Regions from separate parts of the Bombyx mori genome. Here region 1 is linked to region 2. Evidence: chromatin contacts called from public Hi-C data. All regions are on one chromosome and are shown on one strand. Each heading gives the region's core, a stretch centred on a gene start, on an enhancer-like site or on the middle of the called end of the contact. The rest is flanking DNA. Distances are from core to core; before and after follow the strand shown.

Region 1 (3,776 bases), core at 353-2,852, 220 kb before region 2:
TCATAAAATAGTACCTTTTCAGAAGTTTTCATTAACATAAAAGTAACACAGACACCACAAATTTGAGGTACATTTTGATAAAGAAAGTAATATTTTATGTTTTATTTTTTTAATGAAAAAACGTCTCTACTGAACTCTCATTAGTCTATTACAGGCTGTAATTTACCGCAACCACATACACTAGATGATGACCGAGCTTTGCTGGGTTTTTTTTTTTGATAAAGCCATCTTGTTGTTTCTTTAAAGTGGTTAGTTGCCCTGAATTAAGAAAAATAGTATTATTATTCGCCAATAGCTGTCGGGAAGAGTCGATTATTGAAAACACAAATAAAACAACATTTTCTGAAAATAAATCGTAACTAGATCGATTTATCACCCCCCAAATCCCCTGTATACTAAATTTTATAAAAATCATTGGACCCGTTTCCGAAATTCAGATTATATAATATATTAATGTACAAGAATTGCTCATTTAAAGGTATAAGATAAAGGTCCTAGTCTTCAATGGCCAAAGGCAGCAATCTCAGAATACTTAAAATTATATTCAATACTCATCTTTAAAATTATTAATGGATTAATAAACAATACTAATGTTTTGTTTTATGAAGCAAGGATTATTGGTGGGCTGGAGGCCTTTCCAGTTTCACCAGGACAGGTGGGCGAACAAGGGCTAAGCCAAGAGGGGTAATATCAATTGTTCTAAAGACACAATTGATTTTTGGAATAACAAAAAATCACCAGTTATTTTATCATTTTAATGAAACTGGGTCCAAATAATGTACCTATTGTAAATATTATTGCTTGTAATAAAATTACCTGGATTTTAGCCCCTTCAGCTCTTAAATCATAGAATATTAGTTTCGCTCCTGATTCTCTAATGGAGTGAACTCTACCAGCCACTGACAAAGTGACGTTTTCCAAAACATCTCCGTTGTTCAAGTTCTGATACTTTTCTATGAATTCCTCCAAGGAAATGCTAACATTGAATTTATGAGGATATGGATGATCTTCTTTGAGTCCATTTTTTAGGGCAGCTACAGCTCCAGATCGTAATTTATAATATTCATTAGGACTAATTTCTTCTTCTTGTTTAGATGGTTTCTTTTCAGCGGCAACGACCGGCTGTTGTGAAGCTTTTTCGGCCTTCTCCCTTAACTTTTCTTCAGCTTTCAACCTTCGTTTCAGTTCGCTAAAATATTTTGGAATGAGAAAACATGACAGCCAAAACGAAAAAAATAACTAAAAAGTAACCAACCCTTTGCTAACGGCGGTGGATAGGTTAGTGCATCGGCCGATGACTTTATTTCTGGCAGAGGCAATCAGTAAAAGTTTTAAACTAAACATGACTTTGCTTTTGAATACTCACTTTTTCGAAATTTTTTCAGTGGAACTTTCTGCCATGGCTATCGGACTTAATTCACTTAACCTTAATATCGATATAAAAATACAACTTGAGTGCCTGACCCTGACTTACACGTTCACTCAACGTCAAAACCACAGACAACTGTTGAAATCCGGACAATATTATTTACTTTTGGTAGTACGAAAGAATGGCCACGAAACGTGAGATAGGTATTTATGTAGTGGCTATTTATATTATCTACTTCATAGTGCTGCCAGATGGGAAATCTTTTAATACTGTATTGCAATCCTACACACAACTGCAAATCGCAAAAAAAAAAACAATAAAAGTTCATTTAAAATTTTATATTTTTAATTATATTTTTGTATTCAAGAGTAAAAATAAACGACTTCACTAATTTAAACATTTATTTATTTGTACACCATCCATTTCACTATGAATTGCTCACTGTTTTTATAACATTACAATCAAAGTATTATTATCTTAACAATTGCCTGGTAAAATGTCAAATAAGCCCACGCAGGTAGATACTACTACCTATTTCTGCCTTGAAGCAATAAGTGTTTCGGTTTGAAGGGTTGGGTAGTCGTTGTACTTATAAACTAAAACTTAGAACTTAGGTCTCAAGATCGGTAGCTGCATTTAAGTTGTTCTTCTTCTTCTTCTCCATCGCTCCCTCATTGCTGAGGATCGTGACTCCGATTTAGCTTGTCGACTGTCAGCCTCCATCGTTTCCGGTCAGTTGCCTGGTGTAGTGCAGCGCTAAGTGGTCCGCTGGTTTGCTCGGAGATCTGGTCGGACCAACGTTTGGGGCTCCGACCTCTAGGACGTTTTCCTTCTACTTTCCCTGTGACCATCATACGTTCCAAGTTGTCTACACCTCTGCGGGCAACGTGGCCAAAGTAGCGCATTATGCGTTGCAGACAGGTGGCAGACAGGCGTTGAGCGTTCTCCATTTTAAGCTGATGTAGGACCGAGATGTTCGTGCGGTGGGCTGTCCATGGAATCCTAATAATAAGTTGTTAATGCTGTGAATATTGGTAATCCCCTGTGCCCCAGATATGTCTTTAAAGATCCTCCTGTTCTACTCTCGGTGCTGTTGGACGCTATTGGTACTAATGCTAGCAACATCCAAAGCATAGGTAGCTGTATATGTGGCACTCGTCGAAGAGTTTGAGGTGAAAAGTAACCCATAACAGGAGTCAGCTGATTTTCTTACAAGATCTACTCAAAGAACGCGATTTTGGTGGTAGATGCACTCGTGAGGTGGTAGAGGAGTAAATCAGTGTTTCTTGCTTTCTATTTTACGCAATAATAGACAAATTTTCGCAATACCAGGATTCCGAGATTAGTTGCATTGTAAATACCATCAGTGAAGTTCTTTCTTTTTGAGACGCAGATTAAATGTAATTTCGATGTTGAGGTGCCAATGTTAAATGTATCGATTTTTTAAGTATGGTAATAGTTGTATTGACATCACAGCTGTTCCATTCGTGTGAATTGTCGTGATATTGAAAATTACAATAATTTATCCAAAAGTAAGTTTTACGTGTGTTTTAAGTCTATTTCCTTTCAAAAATGCAATTTGTAGCATATTATAAACATTTTCTTAATTCTTTAAACCAGCCAGGTTGGCAGTCGCTTTTAATTTGTCAAATTTCGCTTCCCTAACATTCTCGTGGAAATCGAAGTAAGTACGGTTTTATTTTTTGTTATGATCGCGGAAAAATGTATGCGTCTGTAATTTTTTGTTTTAGGTACAATCTTATGTAGACATAATTACTTATATCACCTGCCCAAGTCGCCTTAATACTATGCCTCTCTTTGGTAAGTCTCAGAAAAGCCCTGCGGAGCTTGTTAGATCGTTAAAAGATGCCGTGACGGCTTTAGAGAGGGGTGATAAGAAAGCTGAAAAAGCTCAAGAAGACGTGAGCAAGAATTTGGTAAGTAATATTAATATTTTGCCAATTTTTGTAGTAAACCATGAGTATTGATATAATGATATTTCATATCCATACAGGTACTGATTAAAAATATGCTTTATGGTACATCTGATGCAGAACCACAAACAGATATCATTGTTGCACAATTAGCACAGGAAATGTATAACACTAACTTGTTACTGCTTTTGATACAGGTAAATTTAAAAATAACTTTGAAGGATTTAATTTAAAAAAATGCTAATCATACCACTATTAAATATATTAATTCAATCACACACATCATACATTTTATATCGTGCATCTTACCAGGCTGGTATTCCAATGCTATGTTTTTATTGCTCTAAATGGTAATTGGTCCAGCTTGTATTAAGTATTTACTGGAGCCTATAGACATCACAAGGTGCTAACCCACTTGAGATATGAGGTCAAGGTTTGAATTGTATTGTACATTTTCTCACTATTTAAATTGG
Region 2 (3,661 bases), core at 303-2,802:
CGTAACCTTACAGCTATTTGTTAGTGATCGTCTCAGCCCAAAAGATTTTCAAAAAATTTAAAAACAACGAAAATCAAAATTTCAATGTCAATCATTGGTAAAATTACAAAATCGTAAATTACGGTAATTTTTTTTACCGTATAAGAGGTGGTATGGTAGGTAGTAAATCGAGCAAAATCGAGCAAAATTACGGCATGTCTACCGTAATTACGGTTAAAATTGCTGCTAAATAAAAAAAAATATAAAAAATATAGACATCAACAGTATTTGAACCAAACAATTTGGAAACTATTGGCATGATGTATGTAATCTACAATTCTGAAATGATTTACTAAGACTTTGTACTTTTGTAAAAAACAAACACTATTATTGATCACTAAATAATAGTGTTTTTTTTTATTAAAATACTATTTCGAATGAATTTCCCTTTTCTTATATAATTATTTTTATTATTTAGAATTATTTAAGGATAAGCACAGCCATAATTTACCTGAATTATTTTTGAGCTAAAAACGGTCACCTTTTCAAAGCTGATTGGCCATCTTTACCAACGTTGGGAACAAAACCAGTCATTCTCATCAGTGAAAATTAAAGTGTGTCATATTCAGATATCTCAGTTAAATAAATGATTTAATTTACAATAATAAGTATATGTTGATGATCCAAAGGCTTTTTGGATTAATATCTCTCAGGTTAAGCCTCATGAACTCATCTAGCCTTCTGTGCGTAGTTGGAATTGCTCCTTAGATTACTAACGATTAGGTAGAATAAAAAAATATCGATTTTGAATCACCGGTCACCGTTCTCGTCAAGCTCGCCAATTACAACGAAGAGCTCGACGAGTGAACTAATCCATAGACACAGCCCTCTGAATTTGTCGCGGGATTAAAAGAAAGTGGGTTGCAATTCCGATCCGGTGGCGGATTCTGCGAATCACTGCTCTTGTTAGGGCTAGTGTTAGCGAATTCTCTCAGGTTAAGCCCGTGAGCCACCACGAGTCACCTACCCATCCGGACGTAGCTGGAAGAACCTCTTACGCTACCAGCGAATAGTTAGGGGAAAAAAATCAGTAGTAAACTGCTATGAAGGCAGAAATAGCTTAAAAATCAATACCGTCAATTTTCGTATTCTTAAAAATGCTAAAAGCGAAATTAACGCTTTTTTTTTTTAAATAACTGAAATACCCATAGAACCTTTGTAAAACAATCAAATCTTTAAATATCTGGCAAAGGCGTTTTTTAAATACCTTTTGATTAAATATATCTATACCAAAATTACAAGCTAGAATGGCACAAACTTTTTGGTATCTATTGAAAATACTTACAATTGTCTATGACTCACTTCCGGTACTAAAATTCTCAAATAAAAGTATTTAGTCATAGTTTGAAGAATCTACACATTACCGTTTCTTAAATCATTTTAAAAATTAAATAAAAAATTATTAAATTTTTTGTCTACAATATAAATTAGGACAAACAGTGTTCTGTAAAATTTATGTAAAAAGCTCCTGTTAGCTCAACTTGACCTTGCTAGTTCTTTTCCGTTCAGCTACTGCGGTTGAAACATGTCTTATTCGTCTGAAAGAAGGTAAGATTGCTTTCAAAGCTTATTTAATTTGTACCATATGAAAGATAGTGTTCAGGAAAACACATATTACTTCGTTATTTCGTCTACAATTCATAACTTCAATAGTTTTTGCATAGTTTGGAAATTTTAGATGTGAAGTCCGTGTCGCCGATTGCCAACATGGCGCTGGCAGGGACACAATTGCACTGCAAGTTTTAGTAGCGCACGTGTTTTTTATTAATATATTACATTTGTGTCGCCCACCCCAAGAATTGAAAGTGGTTTATAAATGTAATTGAAAACAATAGACTAAAAATAATTGCTGATTTTACTAATACAAAAAAAGTCGCTAATTTTGCAACCTAACGATCAATGAAATATATCTTAAATTTGGAAAAAAACATTCTTATTAATTTATTATTTCATTCTGTATTATAGGTCAGAAGATTGGCCAGAGGATTCCAAAAATGGGCCATCGAAGGATCAAGGTAGTTACGATGGACCTCCGGGAATGGACCCTGGGACACTTGACACCGACTGGGATCAAGTTGTCGAAACCTTCGATGACATGAACCTCAAAGAAGAATTGTTGAGAGGCATATACGCCTATGGTTTTGAAAAACCTTCTGCAATCCAGCAACGCGCAATAATGCCTTGCATCCAAGGACGCGATGTTATCGCTCAAGCCCAGTCAGGAACTGGAAAAACTGCTACTTTCTCTATATCGATTCTACAACAAATCGATACAAGCATTCGTGAATGTCAAGCTTTGATCCTGGCTCCCACAAGAGAGCTGGCCCAACAAATTCAGAAGGTACGCTTGGACAATAAGTTTGTGTTGAGTGAATATCGTTTTGTGTTATTGCCTTTTATTGACAGTGTGAAACATTTCGTAGGTGGTGATAGCTCTTGGTGATCACTTGAATGCTAAATGCCATGCTTGCATTGGTGGCACCAATGTCCGTGAAGATATTCGCCAACTGGAGAGTGGTGTTCATGTGGTGGTGGGCACTCCAGGTCGTGTATATGATATGATAACTCGTCGTGCGCTTCATGCCAACACCATCAAACTTTTTGTTCTTGATGAAGCTGATGAAATGTTGTCCAGAGGGTAAGCTATTGTTTTTTAAATGTATCGATAACCTCATATTAGGTTCTTAATTTAAATTTAATTTGTTAGTTTCAAGGACCAGATCCATGATGTCTTCAAGATGTTGTCAGCTGATGTTCAAGTCATATTACTCTCTGCTACCATGCCTGATGATGTATTGGAAGTATCTCGATGCTTTATGAGAGATCCTGTACGCATACTTGTACAGAAGGAAGAGGTAAGATCTTATGTATAAACTGCTTGAATATATTTCTTTGAAGAAATAAATAAAAAATTTAATTAATATAATTTAAATATTTTCAGCTTACCCTGGAAGGTATTAAACAATTTTACATTGCAATTGAATTAGAAGAATGGAAGCTGGAAACTCTGTGTGACCTGTATGATACACTGTCTATTGCACAAGCTGTAATTTTCTGCAACACCCGTCGCAAGGTTTGTTATTTCAAATTATACTTGTATTTTAGAAGATAATGATAAACAACAAACTAAGTTTGTTGCTGAGGTATATATACCATGGACTATACAGTAAGGAAATTATTTCTGAAACCAAAATATACATAATATTTTAACTAGGAAAATTATATGATTTACTGAGCAATGTTTAAATAATACAAATCGATACCTTAGTCCTAAAGATATCCTATTAAAAAAAAAAATGTATTTAAAAAAGTTTCTTTAAAGAACGGTTACTTAATTGTTACTACATGCAACTATAATAATTCTTACATTGAACAACAGTGTGCCATAATTATATTATAGACTTGTTTTTGCAACTTTAGGTAACAGCAAACAAGCTAATGACAAATCGTGCTTAACTTAATATCACTTTATTTCAGTTTTCTGTTTTGTGAAACAGGCATTAGTAACCAAAAAGGAAGTTAAAATTAATTGAAAAAAAATTCATGAGCACAATTTTGTTTTATAATCTATAAAAAATATTGCCAATTTGAGATAAGCAGCTAATAAGTTATTTCAAAAATA

What was found. A called contact is a pair of places that touch in the nucleus more often than the background predicts.
Region 1: a Hi-C map of posterior silk gland shows a contact between it and region 2, with 2.4 times the contacts expected there. The contact joins the promoter of LOC101740883 here to the promoter of Eif-4a in region 2. A contact is called at or near these places in 2 of 7 Hi-C or Micro-C datasets (posterior silk gland and whole pupa).

What each region holds. Positions count from the first base shown.
Region 1 is chr4:12,084,384-12,088,159 of ASM3026992v2, reverse strand. It overlaps LOC101740883 (lysine--tRNA ligase), which reads right to left and starts at 1,602. Exons shown (of 8, transcript XM_004930924.2): 1 at 1,367-1,602; 2 at 817-1,189. The coding sequence starts at 1,401. It overlaps LOC101742902 (protein Mo25), which reads left to right and starts at 2,525. Exons shown (of 7, transcript XM_038021786.2): 1 at 2,525-2,901; 2 at 3,121-3,306; 3 at 3,384-3,500. The coding sequence starts at 3,178.
Region 2 is chr4:11,869,135-11,872,795 of ASM3026992v2, reverse strand. Eif-4a (eukaryotic translation initiation factor 4A) reads left to right here and starts at 1,552. Exons shown (of 8, transcript NM_001043911.1): 1 at 1,552-1,587; 2 at 2,005-2,380; 3 at 2,463-2,677; 4 at 2,747-2,894; 5 at 2,981-3,112. The coding sequence starts at 1,565.